4 separate regions of the Mus musculus genome follow, and regions 2, 3 and 4 are each linked to region 1. A link is a contact called in public HiChIP or PLAC-seq data. All regions are on one chromosome and are shown on one strand. The core of a region is the stretch at or near the end of the contact, and the rest is flanking DNA. Distances in the headings are between cores, read along the strand shown. Region 1 has its middle 74 kb from the start of Gm31529. Region 2 overlaps Peak1 (pseudopodium-enriched atypical kinase 1). Region 3 overlaps Peak1 (pseudopodium-enriched atypical kinase 1). Region 4 overlaps Peak1 (pseudopodium-enriched atypical kinase 1).

The links. HiChIP or PLAC-seq counts read pairs in DNA pulled down with a chosen protein or histone mark.
Region 2: a BATF HiChIP or PLAC-seq map of CD8 T cells shows a contact between it and region 1, with 6 read pairs. The contact joins two enhancer-like sites. A contact is called at or near these places in 1 of 15 datasets of contacts at CTCF or cohesin (the NIH/3T3 cell line), 1 of 484 Hi-C or Micro-C datasets (bone marrow-derived macrophages) and 4 of 115 datasets of contacts at active chromatin or transcription factors (CD8 T cells, bone marrow-derived macrophages, embryonic forebrain and 1 more).
Region 3: a contact with region 1 is called in an H3K4me3 HiChIP or PLAC-seq map of bone marrow-derived macrophages, with 3 times the contacts expected there. The contact joins two enhancer-like sites. A contact is called at or near these places in 4 of 484 Hi-C or Micro-C datasets (Sertoli cells, bone marrow-derived macrophages and nephron progenitors) and 8 of 115 datasets of contacts at active chromatin or transcription factors (CD8 T cells, bone marrow-derived macrophages, embryonic fibroblasts and 4 more).
Region 4: a FOXA1 HiChIP or PLAC-seq map of pancreatic cancer cells shows a contact between it and region 1. The contact joins two enhancer-like sites. A contact is called at or near these places in 1 of 15 datasets of contacts at CTCF or cohesin (the NIH/3T3 cell line), 7 of 484 Hi-C or Micro-C datasets (the N1E-115 cell line, bone marrow-derived macrophages, cerebral cortex and 3 more) and 6 of 115 datasets of contacts at active chromatin or transcription factors (CD8 T cells, bone marrow-derived macrophages, fibro-adipogenic progenitors and 2 more).

Annotation. Positions count from the first base shown.
Region 1 is chr9:56,504,804-56,507,545 of GRCm38.p6, reverse strand. No RefSeq gene overlaps it. Among named protein-coding and RNA genes, the nearest start is that of Gm31529, 74 kb to the left of the region's middle. Within about 2 kb of position 1,420, at least 268 of the 459 cell types and tissues checked have an H3K27ac peak or open chromatin away from gene starts, as enhancers often do. A contact at or near this core is called in CD8 T cells, the N1E-115 cell line, the NIH/3T3 cell line and 5 more, where this site is marked.
Region 2 is chr9:56,291,048-56,293,789 of GRCm38.p6, reverse strand. The region is part of intron 3 of Peak1 (pseudopodium-enriched atypical kinase 1); the gene reads left to right. The region is part of intron 5 of Peak1os (a long non-coding RNA gene); the gene reads right to left. Among named protein-coding and RNA genes, the nearest start is that of Peak1os, 51 kb to the right of the region's middle. Within about 2 kb of position 1,404, at least 5 of the 459 cell types and tissues checked have an H3K27ac peak or open chromatin away from gene starts, as enhancers often do. A contact at or near this core is called in CD8 T cells, where this site is marked.
Region 3 is chr9:56,343,651-56,346,392 of GRCm38.p6, reverse strand. The region is part of intron 2 of Peak1 (pseudopodium-enriched atypical kinase 1); the gene reads left to right. Among named protein-coding and RNA genes, the nearest start is that of Peak1, 73 kb to the left of the region's middle. Within about 2 kb of position 1,317, at least 21 of the 459 cell types and tissues checked have an H3K27ac peak or open chromatin away from gene starts, as enhancers often do. A contact at or near this core is called in bone marrow-derived macrophages, where this site is marked.
Region 4 is chr9:56,369,545-56,372,286 of GRCm38.p6, reverse strand. The region is part of intron 2 of Peak1 (pseudopodium-enriched atypical kinase 1); the gene reads left to right. Among named protein-coding and RNA genes, the nearest start is that of Peak1, 47 kb to the left of the region's middle. Within about 2 kb of position 1,361, at least 66 of the 459 cell types and tissues checked have an H3K27ac peak or open chromatin away from gene starts, as enhancers often do. A contact at or near this core is called in CD8 T cells, the N1E-115 cell line, the NIH/3T3 cell line and 5 more, where this site is marked.

The DNA of each region.
Region 1 (2,742 bases), core at 171-2,670:
CCCGGCAGCGGCTCTGCAGGCTCAGGGCTGAGGACCCGGTAATGAAGTCTTTCTGGAAGGTAGGAAGGGCTGTGTGCAGTGTGCTATTTTTAAACCTGCTGTAGTGGCAGTTGTATTCCTGCCCTGGCACTTTCTCTTGCAGAGGAGGGGCTCGGGGGAATGCAGCCAGGAATTTAGATGCTATTTATTGTATTTCCTTTTATCAGTCAAATGATTTTCTTATTTCCCACGTAGATAAAGATCTTGCGCTCCCAGCTTCGGCTTGTTGACCTTGTCAGGACCGCTGTGCTGTCTGGAAATTGGTCCCAGAGAGAGAGAGAAGGGCATTGTTGTTAGGGGCTGTTTGGTGGTTTGGGTTTTCAGTCCTCCCAGCAGAGAGGAGCTCAGTTTGCCAAAAATAAACAAATAAAAATCTTCCCCTCAAAACAGAAACTGATTGTCTTATGCCTTCTATTTTTCTCTTGCAAAACTGAAAGGTTGTCCAATAAGTTTGCTTCAGTAGCTTTCTGCACCTGGCTTGGGAGCTTGGGCAGCGCGCGCGCGCGCGCGCGCGCGCACACACACACACACACACACACACACACTTCTCTCCCTCCCCTCTTTCTTCCTCATTTCTTTTCCTTCACCGTTTCCCTTCCTTTCTCCTCCTCTCCCTCTCTTCTTCCTCTTTATCTCCCTCCTTCTCTCTCCCTCCTCCCTCTCTTCCTCCCTACGCCCTTCCTTTTCTCCCATTTTCTACCTCTTTCCTCTCTCCTTCTCCCCTTCTCTCCTTCTCTCGCTCTCTGTCGTTTCCCCTCCCTCAACCCGGCGAATCGACTCTGGCAGTGCTGCAGAGCCTTCTTCTTGGCAGGAAACAGGGCAGAGGGCGGGGCCTCCCTCTGTCTGTGTTGCCAGCTCCTGGAGGTGGAGATGCCAGTATGCCTGAGCTGAGCCATGGCAGCTTCCACTCTGCTGGAAGCCTCGGAGGCAGCCAGGCCTCTGCCAGCGCCTTCCAAGGGCACAATGAGGCCACAGGGCTGCCTCTCGGCCAGAGGCCTCCTCGTGGGCACGCTGCCCCTATTGTCTCGCCTGGCTTGGGATTGCTGGCTAGGTTCTCATGCAGAAGTCAGCGCCACTGCCTCTCACCTCGGAACTAGCTCAGCAGATGCTGCGGGAGGCTGGAGTTTTATAGCAAATCCTCATTTTTGGCTGGCTCGCAGCTACAGAACATCAAAAGAACCAGCTAGTCCGAGGGCAGCCAGCCTCTTGCAGGCTCGCAGTGGGAAGAAAAAGGAGGTGCAAGGCCTCCAGCATGCCACGGTGAGCCAAGGTTTTAACCAGGAACTTGCTTTCCAGACCCCTCGGGTCCTTTCCCTCCACCGCGGTGCTGTCTGATCTGGACAGCAGAGGGCGCTGCTTCCTCTGACAGCACAGCGACCCAGTCTGGCTTCCCACATCTGGAAATGGGCTCTACCACTCTTACGAAATACCAGAGAGCCGGGGATCTGTCTGTGTGAGACGTGCTGGCACCCGAATGCACACGCATACACATCATGAATTCCACTTTCTCATGAGTTAGATTTCCCGTGAAGAGCGCTTGTGGAATGTGGGGAATTTGCCTTGCCAAGGCGGCCAGCACATCCTATTCTTGGGCTTGTCTGGCCCAGGTTGGAATGCTTGGATGGACCACCCTCTGGTCTGAAGCCTTTACCCTCCCCTCCCACGTGGAGAGGGGAAGAAAAATGGGAGACCTCCCAGATCTTTTTCTCAAGGGAAGAAAATTAAAAATGTTCAGCGCTGACCTTATAGGCCTTCCTGATGAAAGCAGATGTGGACAGCCAAGCAGCTTCCTAATTACAAGAGATTAGGAACGCCAAAGTGACAAGCCAAGGATGGAGGAGGACAGGGCTGAAGCCAGCCAAAAGCCCTCGTTGCTATTCTGAGTCTGCTCTCCAGACTTCTGAAAGCTGCATGCATTTAAATGTCCACATTTTCTGCAGAAGCCAGAAATCTCTACTTCTCTTGGCCAAACAACACATCAGTCTAATATGGTGTGAGAGAAATATGTTACATTCTTTTATGAACAGAATGTTAACATCAACCAGAATCAATATTTATATCCAAGAACACAATGAACTGGCTTGTTTTGGACTGCACGAGTTTAAGACTGGGACATTGGGAAAGAGTGGGGGGCCCTTCCCTCCCCACCCCTGAAAGACAGACAGGCTGAGGCTCAGGCATCCCAAAAGCGTTCTGCTTGGAAGTCTGGCCTTGGGTCCTTTCCCTGCCCTGCAGGGCTCCTGTCTCTTGGGATTGTAAGAAGAAACCAGAGCAGCAGGCGAAGCCGGATTCCATGATGAGGTGCAGGATGTGAACCCGCATCCTGTAGGCAGGTCAAGGCCTCCTCCTGTCAAGCTAGGAGAGAAGGGCCAGGGCCAGGCCTGCATCCGGCCTTTCCTGCTGAACTCAGACTACTAGGTGCTGACACAGGACAGAGGGACACTCGGAAGCTGACAAGGACCAGAAGGGAGTGTTGCCCCTATGTAGGTGGATTTTTTTTTTTTTTTTTTTTTTTGGACCAGGCAGTTACTTTCAGGTGAGGCAGGGGCTGGGAAAGAGGCCGAAGCATCCCTACCTCCATCAAATAAATGTCTTTATTCCTTCACATTGACTTTTTTTTTTTCTTCCAACTTTTCCTCCTCTGGAGTCAGCTACTTGCTCCCTGCATGTAAAATCTTTACCTAATTAAAACAAAAACAAAGG
Region 2 (2,742 bases), core at 155-2,654, 210 kb after region 1:
GGGAAATTTAGTCCCATTAGACCTTGCATCAGCCCTTCACCCTGCAAAAGCATTAAGAGAATTTATCCAGGATGAAGATAAAGAATTCTAGACAGAAAGAAGAACATAAAAAATACTAGATATCTGGGTGAAAGGCAAGAACCTCTTTTTAAAACCTTTCTTTTTTAATTTCTTGATGGTCTATATAATTTTAAACCACAAAATTGTATCTTATTGTGAAATTTATGTTCTAGGGGAATCATATGGCCCTGTGTAATTGCACACCTATACTTTATGGGAAGTAATCTATTATTAAGTACAATGGACTTAGAACGCTTAAAGATATATTCTGTAATCCTACGGACAATTTATATAAAGAACACAAAATACAATAGATAAGAAACCCTGGAGAGTGTGCTCAGCAGTAAAGGTGCACACCCCTTTGGTTCAGTCCCCAGCACCTATGTGAGGTGGCTCACAGCCACCTATACTGCAGCTCCAGGGGGATCCAGTGCCTCTGGCTTCTACCATACCTGCATTTTGTTTCATATGCACACAGACACACATACATAATTTAAAAATAGTAAAAGAACAGCCAAATAATTTAAGCCCAAAAAACTAAATTGGAATTCAACTGGAGCCTAAAGCAGCATGTATGTATGTGTGTGCTCATTAACATAGTCGCTGCTTCAAAAAGCATGTAGCAAGACCTGACAAAACTAAAGAGCAAAATAGACTCATACTTGATTTTAGCACCACTTCACCAACCAAACAAATACAAGAATTACCGGAATAGTATTTCAGCAACTAGCTTTAGCTGATGCTCATTCAACATGACATCAAGTCACAACACAATGCACATTCTTTTATATGCACATGGTGTGCTTATCAGAATATAATCTACCATGGGCTAAAAAAAAAATCAGAATATAATCTACCATGGGCTAAGTTTTCTGACTTAGAAAAGCCAGAGCAACACTGCAAACAAAACCAGAGGACCTGTGCAATCCTGTTTTAACACTAGAAGGCCACTGTGACCCTGGCAGTGTTGTGTGGTGGAAGGAAAAGAAGAGAAGAAATTGAGCCTCTGGAATGAGGAGCAGCCCTGTGTGGCCAGTCACCCCTTTCCTAAAGGAGCACAGCAGGCCCAGCCCCTGAAGAAGGGGTGGTCAGTGAATGGTGCTGGGACAGTTGGCTGTGTGAACAGGGAGGGAGACACAACCTTTTCTTTTCCTTCACAATAAGCAAAAAATAACTCAAAGTGGGTCATTAATTCTAAACATCAGAGCTTAATCTTTAAAAAATATAGAAGAGTGTGGGTGGCCTAAAGGTTGCTGGGATTCATGGTATTTATAAAACCCACCTTTATTCTTTCTGCTGAGAGCAAAGTTTCATTTCTCTGAACTCTGTTGTAAAAACACCATCATTTCCTCTGCTTTGTCATGTGTATACTTCTGGTCCCCTCTAGTCTAACTTCTTTCAGAGTAGAGCTCTTGTTTTACCCTGATTCCCCCCAAAGCTTGATGTATACAAGTCTTATTTTTGTTGTGGTTTTCTTGCAATGGGGGAGGGGTTCCACATTCATGAAGTTCCTTCCTGTATCACTGTCCACCTTAGTTTTTGTTTAAGACAGCATCCCTCACTGAACCCAGAGCTCACCAATTGGCTGGCCCGTAAGCGCCTGGGGTGTTTGTGTCTGTGCCCACCATCCCCACCTGTACTGAGATTATGGGTGTTTTACATGGATGCTGAGACCCGAGCTCAGGTCCGCGTGCTTACATAGCAGGGATTTTATTTATCCACAGAGTCATTTTCCCCGCTCTCATGTCTTACTTCTCTTGCTCAAATACATTGGATAGAAATCCACAGTACTTGATAAGTTTCTAATTCATTCCAGTTCTTTAATGAATGAAGATGTACTGCTAGGACTGGAGAGATGGCTTAGCGGTTAAGAGCACTGGCTGCTCTTTCATAGGTCATGAGTTCAAGTCCCAGGAATGACATGGTGCCTCACAACCGTCTGTAATATGATCTAATGCCCTCTTCTGTCTAGACTGCAGGTATAACAGGCATATAGAGCACTCATACATGAAAGAAAGAAAGAAAGAAAGAAAGAAAGAAAGAAAGAAAGAAAGAAAGAAAGAAAGAAAGAAAGAAAGAAAGAAAGACATATTAAATATAAGGAATTGTGATCTCCCAACACGTTTTTTTAATTAGATATTTTCTTCATTTACATTTCAAATGCTATCCCCTTTCCTAGTTTCCTCTCCAAAAGTCCCCTATATCCTCTGCCCAACCTGATCCCCAACCCACCCACTCCTGCTTCCTGTCCCAGGCATTTCCCTATACTGGGACATCTTCACAAGATCAAGGGCCTCTCCTCCCATTGATGGCTGACTAGGCCATCCTCTACTACATATGCAACTAGAGACACAATCTCTGTGGGTTCCTCCTATAGGGTTGCCGACCCCTTTAGCTCCTTAGATACTTTCTCTAACTCCTTCATTGGGGACCCTGTGTTCTATCCAGTAGATGACTGTGAGCATCCACTTCTGTATTTGCCAGGCACTGGCATAGCCTCACAAGAGACAGCTATATCAGGGTCCTGTAAGCAAAATCTTGCTGGTATATGCAATAGTGCTTGGGTTTGGTGGTTGTTTATGGTATGGATCTCCAGGTGGAGCAGTCTCAGGATGGTCCTTCCTTCAGTCTCAGCTCTGAACTTTGTCTCTGAAATTCCTTCCATGGGTATTTTGTTCCCCA
Region 3 (2,742 bases), core at 68-2,567, 160 kb after region 1:
GCAACTCCCGTACCCCATCCTCACTCTGCTTTGTGTTCTCTGGCAGACCAGGGCTTGGTCAGCATGTAACTAGTAGGGAGACACAGGCCTAGAAATAGCCTCCGGGGAAAAGAAGGTAGGGTACAAAAGAGGTGAGGATAAGGGACATCTGTGGAGAGGGGTCTAACAGTGCTTAAGTCCAGGTTTCTTTCTAGCAATTTCCTTCATGGAGAGAGATGGCAGATACTTGGCTCTTCCTGTCCAGCCTGGGTCCAAGACACTAGCTCAGCACCATTCACAGTGGGTAGTTAAGCCTCAAGGGAAAGAAGATTCAGTCCTGTGGCAGGAGAGCAGCTTTCCTGAGCTCAGTTCCTGTAGGGCCTGCAGTAGAGCTTGCAGTTGGGTTCTTGGCACAGACCAGGATTGGGGGGTTCCTGGTGGGTTCATTTGGGCAGTTAGGTACCACCCACTTCTTTACAGTGTGTGCTTCAGTGAAATCAAGGATAGCCTCCTTCTTCAGACACAGGACACTGTGACAACACTGCCAAATCTCCTGAGAGAGACGGAAATGTCCTGGTGTGTAGGCAAGGGGCCTCCTCCAAGACTCATTTAAAAATACTCACCCTGGGGCATCAGGACTCAGGCAGGTCATAGGACCAAAGCTTGGCATCACCAAAGATGCAACAGTGAGGGTTCCTGATGGGGTCAGTTCCCTGAGAAAGAGGAGTGGGTGCTGACATGGTGCTGTTGGAGGTAGCAGGGAGCAGAATAAGCAGAAATCTCCCAGCAGTTCAGGGTTGGTAGGAGGAATATAGAAGGTGTTTCTGTGTGCGGCTGATTCTTATTAGACAAGTCCCAAGCTGGAGTTATCCTCACTGGAAAGCCCTTTCCTCTGTAGGAGGAAGTTAAGCAGTGAGATCCAAAGTTCTGAAGGAAGAGGTCATGTGACCCTCAGCCTGGGTGTCACTTGCCGGTCATTAAAGGCTGCATAGGACTTTTTTTTACTTCTCTACAGCAACAGTGGTGTGGCCTGAAGCTCATCCATCCTTGAACCCAGTGACTGAAATGACTACTTCTATCTGCCCCTCCCCATCTTCTTGTCACTGTGGAAGAAATAATTCCCTTCCAGAGGTGATCTGGCACCATCCATTCACTGGCCTGGCGAAGTTCACCATCCAGGAACTTACCAGTTCTACTTCTAAGGCTGAACCTTCAGAAGGGCCCATACACTAAGTCTCATGACATTGATTGTCTCCTGCTGCATTGAGACACTGGAGTGAAACTATAGTCCATATCCACTGACCTATGTGAGCCTGCCTGTAAGCCACGTGCACCGATACTGAATGAGATGCATCTTTAAGGAGTGCATCTGCAGTACCAGCTTGGCACAGTGTCCATCACTTACTGCTCAGAAAAGGCAAGTTCAGAGCAGCTTTAATTTGAAAAATAAACTCCGTTGTTACATTACAAATAACAATTAGTCTATATACGATGAGGTGGTTAGGTTAGATTATTTATGAGTCCCTGTCTTGTTCTAAAAGCCTTCTCCCTGCAGCCTGACCTTTCTCTATTCTCCCTTTTCCATATTCAAACTAATTTCCATAAAACTCTGGCAACAATCTCTTTGTCCTTGTCAGGAATTTCTTTCTGGTCATGCCAAGGTCTGGTCCTGCTTCTAGCTACTGTTAGAAGAATCAATCCTGTGAGACTTCTGAGAGATTATAGACAATATTTTGTAGGAGAGGAATCCACTTTTATTGTCTAAGGATAAATTTCTATTTTTCAAAGATATTAAATGTTTAGTAATTTCTTTCAGTAGCCACAAGGAACTATTATAGTCATGAAATTAAAGAAAGGGAACTGGAGAGAGAGCTTAGTTGGTAAAGTACTTGCTGTGTAAGTATGAGGACTGAATTTGACCCCCCCAGCACCCATGCAAACATCCGGGGGTTATGGCATGCACTTGTGATCCTGGTTCTCGGGATACAGAGATGGGCTTAATTTACAAGCCTCAGATTTCAGTAAGAGACCTTGCCTCCAAGAAAAGCAGCCAGTGATGACCTTTCCTTATGTGTGTACACATATATACATACATACATGTGTACAACATACAGCTATCTCCACAGCTATACCTACATGAATACACCTACATACACATAGACATATCCACAGACACAGGAAAAAGATCTGAGAAACTGTCACAAGCAGAGTAACCTAAGGAGTTAAAGATGTACTTACTAAATATATCGGCACCTCTGGCTAAGATTCTCAACAGGAAAAAAGGGTGTCAGGGGAAACCTGAGGAACTTTAAGGGAAAGGTGGACTTCAGTAATAATATATTTATGTTGTTCCATTAATTGTGTCCAAGGTATACTAATATAAGTTGTTGGTAGAGAATTTGAGTATGGGACACATAGAAATGCTAGTTGTTATTTCACAATTTATTAATATATCTAAAGCTACTCAATTATTTATATCTGGGGGAAAAAAAGGAAACCATTTTTTTCTTGGTAGTAAAATGATCCTTAAATATTATACCCCCAGAATTTCCTTACCTTAATAGCTTGTTCTAGGGGCGTCTGCCCATTAGTAGTGCTCCTCTCTTCCTTTGAGAGCACCAGCTTTGCTGATCAAGGTAAATGCTGCTATTGAGAAAATACACTTGTCTGGAAATCCAGAGTGGAGGTGTGTTGAGGTCGGGGTGGTGTGAGTAAGTGCAGAGAAATCTGTTACATTGCCATTCTCAACAAAGTAGGCAATTT
Region 4 (2,742 bases), core at 112-2,611, 140 kb after region 1:
CTGCACAGCCCCTTACCATGCTTCAGTACCTGCCATTCATCTCCCCTTTAGTCCTAGTGGGTCATATACTGTCTTGTAAGTGGACCTAGGGCATTATGGGTGGAGAGTAATCTCTAGGAGTCAGACTCAGTAGCACTTCCTTTGGGTGCTCAGTACTGCTCACTACTTAGGAAGAGATGTGGCCATCGAAGTCCAAGTCCTACTTCTGTCATCCAAAGGAAGTAGTGGGCTGAGAATCTTTCAGTAGGTCTGCCAGGTTTCATTGTTCTAAGCTCTTAGTCTTTTTAGTCTATCTATCTTTTTGTTGTATGTCCAGAAAGACTTCCATAAGTTGGCGTGGTTTTCATACTTGTACCCAGAACCTTTCAGTCTGTCATCTTTTCTTGGAGATTACATTCAAATCTCTCACATCACCTGTGGGACATCTCTTGTGACCTCTGCTCACCTTTTCTTCCTACCAAGCCTTGCTTTTGCAGGGAGGTACTCTTCTCCCTGTATAACTTTGCACACAAATACCAAGCAGACGTCTGTTTTCTTAGTGACATTTAGACACATCTGATAAAATGTGACTAAAGTGCTCTACTACTCAATTGGCTGGCCTCCAGATTTTCTTTTAATCAATTTCCCAGCTGCCTAATAATGCCATTTTTATAAAATAATTGTTGTGTGAATGTAAATCATCTTGACTAAATACAGGAACTGATTGACCTATTTACAGAAGGATTAGCTTAAACTCTGAGTATGAAGTAATGGAAGGGCAATTTAAAGAGTTGATTAAGGAACAAAGTATATGAATAGTAGAGCCATTAATGCTGGAAACGGTAAACTCTTTGATTATGATAAAATACCCAGAAACTCAGTACCCAGCTATAAGATTGAAGTCTGTGAATAAACACAATAAAAATGATTGTCTGCCTTGTCCTAAGCTATTATTAATTAAAGTTTTGGTTTGGGAAATGTTCTTAAAATACTTGTCTTAGGAAAATTATTCTTTTTTTTGTGTGGGGGGGATGTGATTCTTTTTTTCAAGATAGGGTTTTCTGTATTGCCTGGGCTGTCTGAAACTCACTCTGTAGACTAGATCTGCTTGCCTCTGCTTCCAGAGTACTGGGATTAAAGGCATGTGCCATCACCACTTAGCTTGGTAATTTATTCTTACTTATAATGAACATTTTTGTATCAAGAAGCTGATTGATTCTGCTAAACACAGCATGGGACTGTATCCTGGAATGTGACTCGATTATTGATTGAATAAACAACTGCTTGCTGAAGCACATTTCTTTGTCTACTCAGTTATGTGTAAGAAAGGCTTTCAGTCACTGGTTCAGGAGGTAGGAGGATGTGTCATAGGTTTTAGTCATGATTCCAGTCCGGCAAGCTGACATTGGTGACTTCCTGTCCTCCTGAGTCAGTCTTATTGTGAAGACCAGTTTGTGTGTACATGATAAAGTGCTGTATAACCGTGACTCCAGACTCAGAGCTGAAGCAAACTCTTGGCTCCTTCTCTGCCAGCCTTTTATCTCGTGGCTGGCCTAGCCCCATTAACATTGTGTTCAGTTCTTATAACTTAGAACGTAGGATTATATTTCCTTTTATCTTCTGCTTACCATCACTTGCTGTTGCACATGGTTGTCAGATGGTAAGCCAAGGTTCCATTAATTTTCACCTGTTTTGTTTCATTTAATAATTGCAAGGAGTGTAGTGTGGTGGGGGGTGGTGCCTCATTTTCCTATGAGGGAAACGTGAGGGAGATTACCGAGCTACCCACATGCTAGAGGTATGATGCCAGTCATTTTTCATTTTTATAAATATATAGCTTAGGTGAAGACCTATTGTACCTTAGCTAAAGCAAGCTTTGATCTCCATTCCTGCCCCCCACCCCCCGCTTGTTCTCAGTAATGGTTAGTGTCTAAAAAAATGGTATTATAGAAAAATGTATGCATTTGATAGCATAACTTAGAAATTTTAACATTACAACACCATTAAAATGTCTTGTTAATGTTATATAACATAGAGTGTATATTTGAGAATCCCTTAGTGCTGTAAAAAAATGTCTTTCAAGTAAGATGAGCTAGTTCTTTGTTTTTAAATTTTTATTAAGTTTTAAAATCAGCATAACAATATAATAGGTTGTACCCTGGTGATTCATACATATATGTCATTGTACCTTGTTCTAATTAATCCCCAAGCTAATGTTTGTAATAGGTATAGTTTGTTTTTAAGGCATAGAGCTCCTTATTATATATACTTATAAGCCAAGTAGGCTTGCTCTAGCACAGTGGTTCTCAACCTGTGGGTCACAACCCCTTTGTGTATATGTGTGTGTGTGTGTGTGTGTGTTCAAATGATCTTTTCACAGGGGTCACTTATCAGATATCCTACATATCAGATACTTACATTGTGATTAATAACTGTATCAAAATTACAACTATAAAGTACCAAGGAAATAATTTTATGGATGGATGTCACTACAAGATGAGGAAATGCATTAAATGCTTGCAGCATTAGGAAGGTTGAAAACCACTATTCTATCAGGAAAATGGGTGGATAGTGTTCTTAATATGTCCAAATTTGAGGCAGATGGCTTGTCCTGTAGTTCTAACACTCTGGGGGCTGAAGCAAGAGAAACCTGAGTTGGAGGCAAGCTCGTCTAAAAGAAATATTTCAGTTTACTTCATAATTTAGGAAAGATGTTAAACAGGGAAACCTTTTCTATATTATCTAAACATTTATGTTAGTTTC